Linked DNA regions of Mus musculus: region 2 is linked to region 1. Evidence: chromatin contacts called from public Hi-C data. All regions are on one chromosome and are shown on one strand. The core of a region is the stretch at or near the end of the contact, and the rest is flanking DNA. Distances in the headings are between cores, read along the strand shown. Region 1 overlaps Maml3 (mastermind like transcriptional coactivator 3). Region 2 overlaps Maml3 (mastermind like transcriptional coactivator 3).

Region 1 (6,965 bases), core at 2,506-5,005:
GGGAACACCTTTGCTTATGTGTGACCAAAGCTGAGATTCGACCATGTGGCCAGGAGTGAGTGAGAGAGAGAGAGAGAGAGAGAGAGAGAGAGAGAGAGAGAGAGAGAATGAATATGAATCCACCAAATGTGACACCTCAAGGAACAAAGGCCCGAGTGGCTCCAGAGTTGATCCCCATCTGTGTATTTTGAATGTGGGACTCGGAGAATGTTGGGAAGATTTGCCTCCCGTTCCCCCTCACTCCCTGGAAGTGAAGCTCACCACCTTTGTGTTGTTTTCTGGACCACATTCACTTCCCTGTAGATGGATCTGGGTCTCTCACCCTGGTTTGACCCATCAGCATGAATTGTGCCTGGCATTTTTTCCCAAATCCTCTGCTTCAGCATCAGCATCAGCATCAGCACCAGCATCAGCACCAGCACCAGCACCAGCACCAGCATCAGCATCAGCATCAGCACCAGCATCAGCATCACAAGAGTCCCTACTTCAAAATACCTTAGGGGTTGACCTTTGGGTGCCTACAGTCAGTTTACTCTGTGTAAACTAACAATTGGTTCCTTGGTACTAAGTTTATGTGTCTACTATTTGTGTACCTCATCCTGTGACCACCATGGATCTTAAATAATAACCTGGAAGAAGGGAGGTGCAGTGTTTTTTCTTTTCTTTTCTTTTTCTATTATTTCTAGTTAAGAAAAACAACAGTCCAGAGAGCATAGGAGTAATTTATGATTTTGCTGGTGTATTATCATCCTGTAATAAGTGCAACGTGAAACTGCCAATTATCTCATAAGAGGGGTATCACCTTTTCTGTTGCGAATTACTACATCAATAACTGTGGGTTCAGCACTCTCACATCCCTGTGTCACTAGTAGTTTTTCAGCAGCAGAACTGAGCTAGAAAAGGACAGACAGAAAAGGACAGAGAGAACACACACACACACACACCCCACTGGTACCCATAGAGGGCCAAGGAAAACAGACAAGGAAGGAGGAGGGGTGGTGGGATTGCCTGGAGCCGTCAAGAGGTCACAGGCACACCGTGATCAGCAGCAAACTCAGTTTACAAAGAGACATCTGTTCCATTGCTCCAGTGCATTGTGGCTAATTACATCCTGGCCCGTCTGTGAAATGACAGCCACTTATTCTCCAGTGAACCGTAAAATCTGTACATGTTCGATTTTGGGAGTGGGAGAGCAGAGGCGGGGAGGCTGGAGTGGGGGGGGGGGAGGGGGGACCAAAGGGAAAGAGAAAAGGCAGGAGGGACCACTTTCTCACAAGAGAGCCTGGTCAAGTACTAGTGGACGGACAGGAGAGCACCTGTCCACTGTCCATGTCTCCAGCACGGACATGGAGGTGAGATTCTCTGGCCTCGCTGTTGCTACTGTTCCTTTCTATGCAAAGACAACGGTGCCAATAGTGGTGGCCTGAACTTCTCCATCACCACTGTGGCCCGGGTAAAGGCTTGCTCATTTGCTGTAGTTTCCAGGAGCTGGTAAAAGAGGCAGCTGGTCGGAAGCAGGGTGTAGCCCCAGATGGGCAGGGCAAGGGTTTGCCATAAGCCCTCTGGAAGTGCAGGTCAGAGCATCTATTTCCACTTGGGCCCCTGCTTTCACAGGAAAGCCTCTTTTATATACTGAGAATGGGGTGCTGGCCTCGATGGAGATGGAGGAATTAGCAACAAGCATTCTTAAGCAGGAAAAATATACAGAAGAAGCCTTATAGACTAAAACAAACAAACAAACACCCCCAAACTAAAAAAGCCCAACTTTCTACATGAATTTGATTGACATTAAAACATTATCCTAACCACAACAAACCATAATCACTTGTGTATCTCAGTGACAAGACCCAGGGGCATAAAGACAGGAATGAGAGACAGATCCATTAAAAACATAGGTTTCAGTTGACGGTGGGCTTTAGTGGGGTGCTTATCGTTCTTATACAAAAGCACCTGCTGGGGAGTCATACAGCCTTCTGCTGGAATCCGTATAAAACCCAACTGGTGATATGACGAGGGTTAAACTGTGGTAAAACATAGGTCTCCGTTCCTCTTGGAGCAATGCTGGGTTCTGTGGGTCACATTTACAGCCACAAAAGCTCTGGCGCAAAGGATTACTCCCCACTTCTATTGGCTCTCATCTGTTTGCGCACATGGAGGCCCAGTCAATGTACCTTTAGACCTGGTGTAAGGCAGATTCTAAACCCAGAAGTTAAGGTTTGGGTGCCTGCGTGTCCGAGTGTGTGTGTGTGTGTGTGTGTGTGTGTGTGTGTGTGGTGCCTTTAGGCTGGGCGAGCATAAGCGGGAAGCTCAGTCAGCCAGCAGCGAACATGAAGCACCATATAAGAATGCTCTAGAAAGTTTTACTAATTTTGAGTCAAAGCAATTTTAATAACTCTGCATTAACTACAGTCATGTCATATAATTAATCAGAAGGTAACCACCACTGTCTGGGAGATGGGGTTCAGGAAGTTAAGCATAATTAGAGAGGAGATGTGAGGCGCAGACGAAGCCTTGCATTTGTGTGTACCCCAAGAAGTTAGTTCTGGTCGGCGGCTAAGGGAAAGGTCATCTACAGAGTCCCATGCTGCAGATACGTTTCCTTTTGACTGAGGAAAACTGAACAGCTCTGATGAAAAGATAAAGAGAAGGAGCAAGAGGAAGATGTCTCCTCTGATGTGAATTCTTTTGTTTTTGTTCTTTTTGAGACTGGACCTCGCTGTGTATCCAGGACTGGCCTCGAACTTGCTATGTGGATCAAGATAGCCTCGAGTTCACAGAGATCTGCCTGCCTCTGCCTCCCGAGTCAGACTGCCATGTCAGACTCCTGTAAACTCTCTTATGTCTGCTTAGTGTCCAAAGAAGCCAGAAGAGGGGCCAGATCCCTCTGCAACTGGAGTTACAGACAGTTATGATCTATCATGTAGGTGCTGGGAATTGAACCAGGGTCCTCTGGAAGACCAGCCAATGCTAAGTCATTTCTCCGAAACCTGATGTAAATTCTTGAGTAGCAACTTGGATCCAGGTAAAGTTAAAGTTAATATAAAGGTTTTCGCTAAGAGCTGAAGGTAAAGAGAGATGGCTCCCTGCCCACTGCATCAATGGCTACACAGATGCAACAAGACGAAGGGGCTAAAGAATTCTTGAAAACTGCCTTTACTAGAGGATGGGGCTGAGAATCTGACACTCATTAATAGGAATCCCCATACTTCCTCAGATTCAGCAACCACGAGTGAGCTCATGATTTGCCGTACCGCCCCTCATCCTTGTCCAACAGATCAATTTATTTTTTTCATGGAATATTCTTTTGTTGGCCTGTCTTTTGCTCCTCCCCCAACGAGCAACTGAGTTCGGAGCGGATATGCAGTGTGAGCGTGCGTGTGTGTGTGTGTGTGTGTGTGTGTGTGTGTGTGTGTGTGTACACCCAGGATGCAGTTTCTTGTTCCCACCCTACATTGTTTGTTGAAATAAATATGGAAATCAGGTTGAGCAAGCCAGCCAAGCCAGCCAAACTGAAATAAATTCATCACTCATGGGCTCTCAGGGGAGGGCAACAGTGCATTTTTTTCTAAATGATTATTTCTGAAGCACCGAAGGAATGGCTATATCACTAATGAGGCCTGTATGCCATGACTGCTGATTATAAATGACCCGCAAAGAGACAAGGAGATGGTGGGTATGGAGATACACTTGGGAGGATCGAGAGAAGCAGCTGGGGGTGGAGGCTGCTACCACCAGGGCCAAGCGGAGGAGACGCACCCAGAACGCACTCTGTTTTTCTCATCCAGAGCTCCATTCCCAGAGCAGCATGTGACTTATTCTGTGTGAGTTCGGGTGAGTGGAAAGTTTCCAAATGCCTCACAAAGACAGCAAAAAACAGCTCATGGCTGTGTCCTCAGGGCGCCAGAGATATCCCTCTCTTCTGTGCATAGAAGTTCTTACTAGATCTGCAGAAGATCTAGTAGGGACTCAAGGGACACAAACCATACCATGGCACTAAGTGATGGCTCGACTCCCCACTAGAGGCTGTTTCTTGATAGCTGTGAACTTGGACTAGAGGATGGAAAGCCAGTCCTGGCATCAGAAAGCAAGTGTTCTCGGAGCAGATGGTGGAGGCCAGGCCAGGCAGACAACTCTAGATTCACAAACCTAGGACTCTCAAAAAGTCAAGAGGGATTGCCACAAAAGGGAGCTTTGTGACTCAGTGGCACTCCTAGTCCACGGTGATCTAAGGAAATATCCATAGCATTTCAGCATGACCTGGCAGGACTCGTTCAGACAGCAGGACCTGGTGTGCAATGTCGGCTGCTAGAAAAGGCCCACAAGGACCCAAGTTCAAATCCCCAGAACCTATGTAAACAGCTGGGTGTCTCAGTAGCAAGTACCTGTAATTCCAGAACTACTCTGGCGAGATGGGTGGTCGAGACAGGGGAATCTCTCAAAGCTTAGGGCAGGCTAAGGTGGCATATGCAACAGTGAACTAGAGACCGTTTCTCAAAGATGGTGGAAAATTGGGAGACACCTCTACATGTGCGTTGTGTGCATCCATGTCTTCATTCACACACACACACACACACACACACACACACACACACACACAGAGCACAATGGCCTGGCACGAACCACCTTTGACAAATGACATGACCTAGTCTTTGAAGGCAGAGGCACAAGCAACTAACATATGCTTTCTGTTGCTGTTGTTGTTGTTTGGCCTGGCATTGCGGTGTAGCACAGGCTAGTGTGGTCTTTTTATGTAGCCCAGGGTGGTGTGTGGTGATTCTTCAGCCTCTGCCTCGCAACTGCTTTTGTGAGCTTTTAACAACCAACAGTGAATTTGAAAATGAGTGTATCACTATGTTTATTGCCCTATGGCAACATCCTTCTAGAAAGTACTGGTGGGAGGAAAGGCCCTTCTGCAGCCTATCAGACTAGGGCTTTGCGACACGACATGAAACCAATCAGAGACTGGGATGGGTCCAGGGGCTCCTGAGCTTATGGAAGAGGCTTGCTGTTTGTCCACTGTGTGCCCTCCTGCAACATCCAAAGAGGATTCCAGAAATAGTGTTTCATAGCTCCCATGCATCCTTCCGCATGCACAGCTGTAGATGGAGAGTCCCCCGCCATTCACAGACTCCGAGTGAAGCCCGTGCGTTGGCTCTTTCTGCTCAACACTGGAGCTGCTCTAGGATGCTGGCAACCAGTCACGGTGAAAGGAGCCAAGGATTCTGGGTGACCACCTTTGACACTAGAATCAAATGCTATGTGGTTTCAAGCATGATGGAGGAAATTCTGCTCACTGAATTCGTTAAAACGGTCTTCATAAAACAGGGAGGAGGGGGAGGATGTAGGGGACTAATTATAAAGTTCCACTCAGTTTACTCAGCTCCTCAGCCTGGCTGCCATAGCAAGAGAGACTCGATGCTGTTAGCTCCCTCCCCACAGCCCTCTAGGCAACAAAGAACCACTCGTCAGCTAAGAGAAAAGCAGCAAGCAGCCGGCCCTGGCCTTCCCCTTCTTCATCGCTGGTGAGAATGCTACTGCCAGATCTGTCTTTCTCTCTCATCTTCTCCACCTAAGGTCAAAGAACAAACAGGCTTCCCCAATAATCTTAACAAAGAAAAGAACGGAAAGTCACCCAGGCCAAGTTGCAAGCTCTAACTAAGCCTTGATGCTTCCAGGAAGGAACAGGGAGAGGGGCTGGAATGATTCCCCCAGATCGCACCTCACTCTCGTGTGTGGTTCTCTAACAACTCTGACCCCGGCTGTCATTCGAAAAGGCTACAGCACCATGCCACTGGAAACAGCTAAACCTGGTGTCATGTCGAGTGGTAATAAGGCCACTGCTGGTTTTATTTATTTATTTATTTATTTATTTATTCATTCATTCATTCATTTATTTTTGCAAGCACTCCATGCACTTAGGAGATAAACATGAATATCCTATCGCTGGCCTCCACAAGTCACACTTATCAATGGCGAGGAAAAAAAAACCAACAAAACACTGCTTTTGTTTGACAGGTGTTGCTCGGTGCCTGTGGTAGGAAGTTACTTTTTTTTTCCACGCTGCCCATTAGCATCATGAAAAGGCAAGGGCCAGCTGCATTCACAGACTCTTTCCGCATGTGTCCACTGGTGGGGACAGCCGAGCATCCTTATGTCCCCTCCAATAAAGAGAACTAATTACCCTCCACCGTACCACCTGGGCTAGAGACAAGCTGTGTCAGGAAAGAGCTTTGACAAACACATTTATTTGTCCAGGACCAAGGCCAGGGCCAGCAACCGCCATTCTTCCTGATATCAGAAGGGAGCCAGATGCTCACAAGATCAATAAAAGGTTCAGAGTTCACTGAGGGCTCAGGGAAGTACCTTCAGACAAGGCCATCCCCTGGGAGAGGGGACATGGGCTTCCAACATGGAGACAGTGGTGACCCGGCGCAAGCCTTCACAGGGAATACTGGTGCCTGCACTGGGACGCTATACTGATTGAAGTTCTTTCAAAGAGAGCTGAAATGTTTGAAGGTTGTCAAAAAGGGTGACAAGGGAGGAATGAATGTTGTTTTCTTCATGCTCAAGTACTTGCTCTTTAGTAGAAGAAAGGCAGGTGGCATGCTGACGGGCACGTGTTCACATGAGCATGCCTGTTTTGTACACAGCATACAACCGAGGTGGACACATGTATCATATGTGTAAAAAGGGGAAGAGAACTCAGACCTCTAAGCATTAGTCTAGGAAGGAGGTAGACACACATACACACACATACACACACACACACATACACACACCCAGGGATCGTAAGGAACTTATTCATAAACTTATTCAAAGTACCCTGATCAATCTGACTTTCCGGTTCAACCAATTCTACCCTGCTCAATGCCAAAGGCTTGGTGTCTGAAGCACCTGAAATGGCTTTCTTCCGCTGCTGGGCATGTAGGAAGCTCTCAGGAGTCCTGTGCTCCTGGCCCAAGCAT
Region 2 (6,965 bases), core at 3,074-5,573, 240 kb after region 1:
CTTCACTGCGCCCATTTCAAGGCATCTAGTTAGTAAATGTAAAGTTACTAATGGAGGATCTTCATCGTATCTTCCATAGTTCAGTTCCTTCATGGGTGATGCTGCATAAATCATTAATCCAGGAACCAAGGAACTAACAGTCGTAGGACAGTCAGACCCGCCAGCTTGTCAACTTGAATGATCCACGATGGGGACATCGGAAGGGAACGCATGGAAAGATGGCAAAGCTAAGAACGTTCCCATCAATTAGTTATGGAGAAGAAGTGTTGGAGAATGCAAAACAAGTGTGGGGCCTTCAGCGGAAGCTCTGTTATCTCCCACCTAAGGCAGATTCCAGGGAAGATGTGCGCCCACCGAGAAGGAATGTGTTAGCAGATGAGCATAATCCACACACCTCCCAAAAGAAACTAATTCTTCTCAAGTGTTATCACAAGTAAGCCTCAGTTTGCCCAGTAACAATTATAAAATGAGTGAAGCCCCTCAGCGACAAGCAACAACATGCCCTTAATCCCAGCGTGATCTAGCAGGTGTGGCTGGGGACTCTTAGCACAGGGAATTCCCGGCTCAGCCCACGTTCTTAATTAGCTCCACAACCTTGGGCAAGTCACTTCACCTTCCACCCTCGGTCCCCTCACCCTGGTAATAAGAATCTTTGACTCTGTCCTTTTTTTTTTTTAAGATTTTTATCCACTTCTAAGATTTGACTTATGAGTATTAGTGTTAAGCATTTGCCAACACACAGGACAGTCTGTAAGAAACTCAAATGCATTGTGCTAAGTGAATAATCCAGATAACTGGTGTGTGTTTATATTCGCAAGACAAATGATGGGGGCGGGGGGAGGGCACATTGGGATTCCTAGAGATTTGAGGGATGGAACTGTATGCTGCAGTGGGGTTATCTGAATAGTCCTACTAAGTGCTGGGAAAAATTATCTGAATAGTCCTACTAAGTGCTGGGAAAAACCAACTATTTAGTTCTCAAAATAAGCCTACACCAGGAAATACTGTTATCCTGTTTGGCAGCTGAGGCAATCCAACGACTAGCAGGTGGCAGTGACAGAATTTAAACCTAGACAGCCTAGTCCTTTACTACAAAGCTAAGCCACTGTACTGAAACATTTTAAAAGTCCTGTGCATGCGTGTGAACAGGTGTACACGTGCGTGTATGTTTGTGTTGTACATGTATCAAAGGAGAACCTCCAATACTATCCCTCAGACACCATCTGTCTGTTTTTTGAAGACTGGGTCTTCATTTTTCTGGAACTCAAAGAAAAGATCTGCTTCCCCAGCTCAGGGACCCCCAGCCTTTGCCACCATTTACGTCTTCCACAAGGGTTCTACGGATCAAACTGGGGATTGCATGTACATCCAGCAAGCTCTTTTCTGACTGAGCCATCCCCACAGCCTTGGACACGCCTTTCTTTAAATAATGTATTCATCTTCTTGGAGAGGCCATGGTGACTGCTACATAAGCCATGAAATCTCACTTAGCCTTCCTTCAGAGGATAGACTGAAACCCTTCTAACAGTGACAAGCCAGCTTCCCTACCATGACCTGGTGACATCCTGGAGAAGTCTACACTAGGTACCCTCCAAGAAGACTGTCTGCCTGCCAGGCACAGCTCCTAACCAGACTACTCTCTCTACTCCAGACAGGCTGGCTGGGAACTAAAGAGTTGTCTAAATGCCTTCCAGCATCTGACAGTTTAAGATGTGAACTTCCATTAGTTAGATACCAGATTCTCCTCCAGTTAACGCTGGTGTTTTCCTGGTGTTTTCTACCTCTGGTAGTGGAAGCATGGCCTGAAGCAAACCAGTTCCTATTCTGGAAATGGCCGGCTCTCTCCTAAAGTAAGACAAACTAATTCATAGCTATAACCCAGAGGGAATACTTAGTAAAAGGGGAGCGAGACCATGCTGTGCTGTGTGGGCTGAAGGAAACACACAACAAAAACAGCAAGCCTACCAGACAGAGGTTTTTAAAAAAGTGTTGGGCCCTGCAGAGTTCTAATGCAGTAGACAGCAAGTACCTAGAGGGAAAGGGCTCTCAGTGCCTCGTGTAGTCTGCTTATCTCAAGTCTAAACCAATCATCTTGATGGTTGGTTATGGCCAGGATAGGGTTTAGTGGCCTTTCTGAGAAGAGCAGGAAGGCCTAGCCCAGCTCATTCTAGACTGGATTCCTCTCCCTACAAGGACCCCGCCTTTCTCTGCAGTAAGGGTTTCTACTGAGTAAGCAAGAGAGAATTCATAGTTTTATTGATTTCTCTCACTCTGACTGGAAAGGGCTACAAGCCGCAGGGAGGTGTCGCCTCTGCTGCTTATTGCTATATCTGACCGGGAAACTCAGTTTTGGAATAGAAACTTAATAGAAAAGAAGAAAAAGGAAAAAAAAAAATCAGAGGGTTAATTGCCTGCCTGGTGGGAAAGATGGCAGGTCTGGCTGAGTCGAGGTCCTTTGTGGTCACCAAACCCTTATGACTGACAGTTATCACAGTCACCTCCTACTGCAAAGCAACTTTTACAGCTTTTATATCTCCAAATGAAACCAAAGATCTGATCTGCCTACCAGAGTCAAGGACACAAATCTCTCAAACTCTCCTGGGGGCAAGAGGGGAATGGAGCCTGGAGCTGGGAGGAGAGACTAGGCAAACTTGCCTTTCTCCACCCACTCACTCTCATCCCTAAAGTAGAATAAAATAAGCTGGGAGGCCGGGTAAGGCCTGTTAACCCAGAAGCCTGCCTCCAATTAATGTGATATTGCTCCTTTAAAACCCTGTACGAGAACGGCCCGGCTGCTGCTGATCCCAAGGCTGCGGCACGGTAATTGTCACTTAGCCACTTAACTCCCCGCAGCCCGGCTCACACGCTCCTTGAGGTTTATCTCTCAGCCAATTACTGCTGTCATTTGCGTTTCAATGTGTGGAATCAGAGGCCAGGCCCAGGAATACAGCACAAGAGAAACCCCCTTGGGGGACAGGAGCCTACTAAGACCTAGTGGCTGATGGGGTGAGACACAAACAACCCACCAGGGTGGGAGTGGCCGAGGGGCTTCCTCGAAGGGGAGGCCCACTCCGGCTGGGCTGTGGTCCTTTTCGGGCCTCTTCACTGGGGCAACCGAGAAGACGAAACATCTCGCTTAAAACATCGCGTCGGTTCCAAATAATGATGGCGATAATTAAAAAGCAACAGAAATTTAGCTGTGGAGCGATTGTGGACAGGAGGCAAGGTAATGTACAGAAGCCGGTCACAATGAACGATTACTAAGTCAGGACAAGCAAGAGAGACAGAAGCCAAAGCAGAGAACCCTCATTTTAGGCCACACTGCTCTTTCAAGCAACGAGGGGGGGGGGGTGGAGTCAGGTAGTGGCGGGATGGGGGTTGGGGGAGGGGCACTTAACCCTTTGCTAGTTCCGCCCTAAAATCCCTGGGAACTTGGGAGCCTCCTCAGCTAGCCCTGAGTGGGCACACCAGAGCTTGCTTTTGTGGTCTCTTGGATTTTAGGTCGGTAGCAAGTCTCTGCCTTTTAAAAGAAGACATGTAGGCTTGGCACAGTGCCACCTCGATCCCCTCACTAGGCTGACTGAGGCTGGAGGATCCTGAGTTACAGGCCAGTCTGGGATACATAAGAAGGAGGTCTCAAAGCGTGCCCTGTCCTCCCCCCAAAACATTCCTTAAAGGCACAGCCAGGTATGAGATGAACCAGAAAAGAAAACAACAACAACAACCACCATTTATGAATCCTCCTGTGGAGAGTCAGGTTTGGCAAAGATGCCCTCCCTTGAAGGGTGAATGGAAGTGGATCTCAGCCTCTTAGGGTTTGGTTTTCTCTGCCTCCCACACAAAGGCAACATTTCCTGCACTGTATTATAGTTTTTATTCCTAAAGTTTTAAGCCATTCCTGTCTACCCAGGCAACTTTATAGCTGAAGTGAATTAACTTAGCTGGGGGTGGGGGGGGGGTCTTCATTTGGAAGTGGATCTACCTGAGGAATACACACATACACACACACACACACACACACACACACCCTGACCACACAAGGTAGAGAAAGAAAAGAAGCAGAGAAGAAAGCTGTGGGAAGGCAGCTCCCGCAGGACACCGTAGGACTACTGTGACGACGGACCAGCCGGAGGGGTAGGGAGCCAACTTCAGTCTGTGAGCCAGGAGGCTATAAGAAGCACGCTCCCTCTGACATTCCATCCTCCACAACTCCAGCAACCACAGGAGGAGGGCCTAAGCCGGAAGAGACCTGTTCTAGCTGGATCTATCTCCGCCTGTCTCTAGGTTGAAAATAAAACTCTGAACTTCTCTGCCAATGAGCTCTGCCAGGCCCGATGACGTCCCGGCACGTCAGTTCTATTTGCAGGCAAGGTCCCTGTGCACCAGGTGAGGAGGAGTCTGGGCAGAGGACTCTGGGATGGTGGGCCTGACTTCCCACTGTGCACAGCCGAGATCTGAAAAGAGCTGCCGGGGTGCTAGTAATTGCACACGTCAGCGAGAGCTGTGCAAAGGAGAGTGGGCTCAGAGAGAGCTAATTGCTATCCTCGGGCTATGTGCTCCTTGTTGAATACCAGAGCGGGAAATCTGATCTGTGCAAAGCAAAGGAAAATCACCAGTAAAATAAAACAAGGAGGCAGCCTGCCCACGCTGGCCACAGACTCCCATTTGTCCTTCCCTCATCTACCGTCATCCTTATTATTAAGAAAATCTATAAATCTGGAACTCTTAGATTTCTTTCTCTTTTCTGTCACTGGGGACAACTGAGCACAGAGACTGGCTCCTCAGATAATGGTGGCCCCAAATGAAGCTCCTAAGGATCCCGAGAGTCTAACTTTCTCCTCCTTTTCATGTCTGTTTGCAAGGATTTATAATCATCGTCATCACCATCATTATCGTCTAAGCAGAACCACCATTTGAACCTCTCCTTCCTTGCTTTCTCCCACTTCCTCGGTCAGTGTCTTAGCTCATTAATTCCTGGCTCTCTGGATCCTGAAGTGTGCGATAAGCTGCTCTTTTTCTTTTGTCTCAAGGCCAAAAAGACTTTCTGGAGAGGCAAGCTCCACAAGTCCGGCCCTCCCGGCCGTGAGTGACAGCTTAGAGGAGCTTTGGCAGCCTGCCACCGATAGCCAAGAACACAGAGCCGTCCAATCAGCAGCATGAATCCCTTCCTACTGCGACACGGGGGCAGCCTTTCTTCAGCTTGGCTGCTGACACCCAAGGATCTCAGAGTTGCCTCCGCCTGTGATCCTGCCTCTTCCTCAAAGGACCTCACAGTGTACGGACCTTGGGTTCATCCTTCTGCGGTGGTTCCGTCAGATTCAGTTTAATCATGGGAAGAGCTTTAGCTCCTCCCACTTCACACTCCACGCATTTCCTGCTCCCCCTGTCTTGACAGAGCAAAAATCAATGACTCTGCCACTGTGGGTTATCCAGGGTGATAGCAAGAGCCTGTCTTGGATCTCAGTGCCTCCCCACAGACCTGCACACCCCAAACTGGAAACCATGAGTTCTTTCTAAAGAGACCTTTCTAAAGAGACTGATGGTCCACCAATCCTTCAGGCTGGGCTCCTATTCCCTCCTCATCTCCCATCTCTAAAAGCAAAAGCTTTTTGCATTTTATTTCACTCACATTTCTCAAATCCAGCTCCCAGCACCCTGAGATGAGGGCACAGCCCCTTAGCTCAGCCCCGAGCCCTCCTCTGTGTCTCTTGCCCAACACCAGGAGAGAGCTAACACTAATGCCCCACTTGTTCCAAGGCCTTCCGCGTGGCATCTGAAAGCTGTTCCCTTCCAGTATCGCCAAGCTTAGTCCTGCCTGCATCAATCTCCTGCTGCACTAGGGATCTCCCATGCCCTGCTCAGTCTCCGTTATTCCTCGTACCACTTCACCCAGCTAAACCCACGGCTTTGCTCAAGAGCTCCCCAACTGCATGCTGGGCTCGGTGATGCTCTTCCTGGCTCCTGGAACTCTAAGACACATCTCTGTCATTGCACGGAGCTCCTCCGGATTGTGTCCACTCTCACAGTCTAGCCTCAGAACCTAGTGACACACCGTGGACACCTGTTACACACAGGAGACTCTCAGCATTTGGGATATTGGATTTGGACTTTCAGATTACTGGGTAATGCCATCTGTTTCTTACCACGGGGCAATCAGTCAATATCTGAGTCTCAATTAGACCCATTTGGGAGTTATCTATTTAAAGAGAGCAGACGTCCAGACACCAAAGACGATACCTATGTAACATATTTTGTCTGGCAACTTCTGTGCTTTGGGGTACTTAACATGATGAAGACAATGACGGTGACAATGACGTCAACCATGACAGGAAGCAGGAGATGATTAGGCATCCGTTTATTCTCTGAGGCTGTGGAACTGCTTAAAACAGCACCGAATGAGTCACACAGCAAGACAGCTCACTTATCTTAAAATCTGAACTAACCAGAATCCAGCTTGGATCCTCCTCAATCAGCCATGCTTCTGAGAAGACAATGTACGTTCCAGAAAGTGTGTATGCGTGCACGCGCGCGCATGCGCACGCCACACAGGAGCTTCTTCAATTGAGACTTCGTGGAGTTGTATAGTCAGTCTGCCTTCAGAATACTTTTTCTTGTTTTACGTTTTGAAGGAGAGAGGAATTGGTTCAGTGGATAAAGAACTTGTGGGGCAAGCTTGAGAACTAAAGATTAGATCCCCAGCACCTGGGTAAATGTTGGGGGTGGGGGAGGCATGGTGGCCCACCTATAATCCCAGCATGCAGGATTACCTGGAACAAGATGACTAGCTAGACTGGTCAAATCGATGAGCTCTAGGTTCAACTGAGAGACCCTGCCACAGTATATAAAGTAGTCAATGTCAAACCTGTGTTCTCATTCCCCAAGAACAAAAATAGCAGAAGGGCAGAGTAGAAATGTGCTCCAAGGGACCAGCATGAACTTGGGAGAAGTATTAATCATGGGTAAAA

Evidence for each region. A called contact is a pair of places that touch in the nucleus more often than the background predicts.
Region 2: a Hi-C map of uterus shows a contact between it and region 1, with 2.1 times the contacts expected there. The contact joins two enhancer-like sites. A contact is called at or near these places in 1 of 15 datasets of contacts at CTCF or cohesin (the NIH/3T3 cell line), 4 of 484 Hi-C or Micro-C datasets (the N1E-115 cell line, immediate neuronal precursor, nephron progenitors and 1 more), 11 of 115 datasets of contacts at active chromatin or transcription factors (bone marrow-derived macrophages, cardiomyocytes, craniofacial prominence and 7 more) and 1 of 9 other capture datasets (adipose tissue).

Annotation. Positions count from the first base shown.
Region 1 is chr3:51,804,651-51,811,615 of GRCm38.p6, forward strand. The region is part of intron 2 of Maml3 (mastermind like transcriptional coactivator 3); the gene reads right to left. Among named protein-coding and RNA genes, the nearest start is that of Gm46803, 100 kb to the left of the region's middle. Within about 2 kb of position 3,756, at least 29 of the 459 cell types and tissues checked have an H3K27ac peak or open chromatin away from gene starts, as enhancers often do. A contact at or near this core is called in adipose tissue and uterus, where this site is marked.
Region 2 is chr3:52,041,943-52,048,907 of GRCm38.p6, forward strand. The region is part of intron 1 of Maml3 (mastermind like transcriptional coactivator 3); the gene reads right to left. Among named protein-coding and RNA genes, the nearest start is that of Maml3, 60 kb to the right of the region's middle. Within about 2 kb of position 4,324, at least 377 of the 459 cell types and tissues checked have an H3K27ac peak or open chromatin away from gene starts, as enhancers often do. A contact at or near this core is called in adipose tissue and uterus, where this site is marked.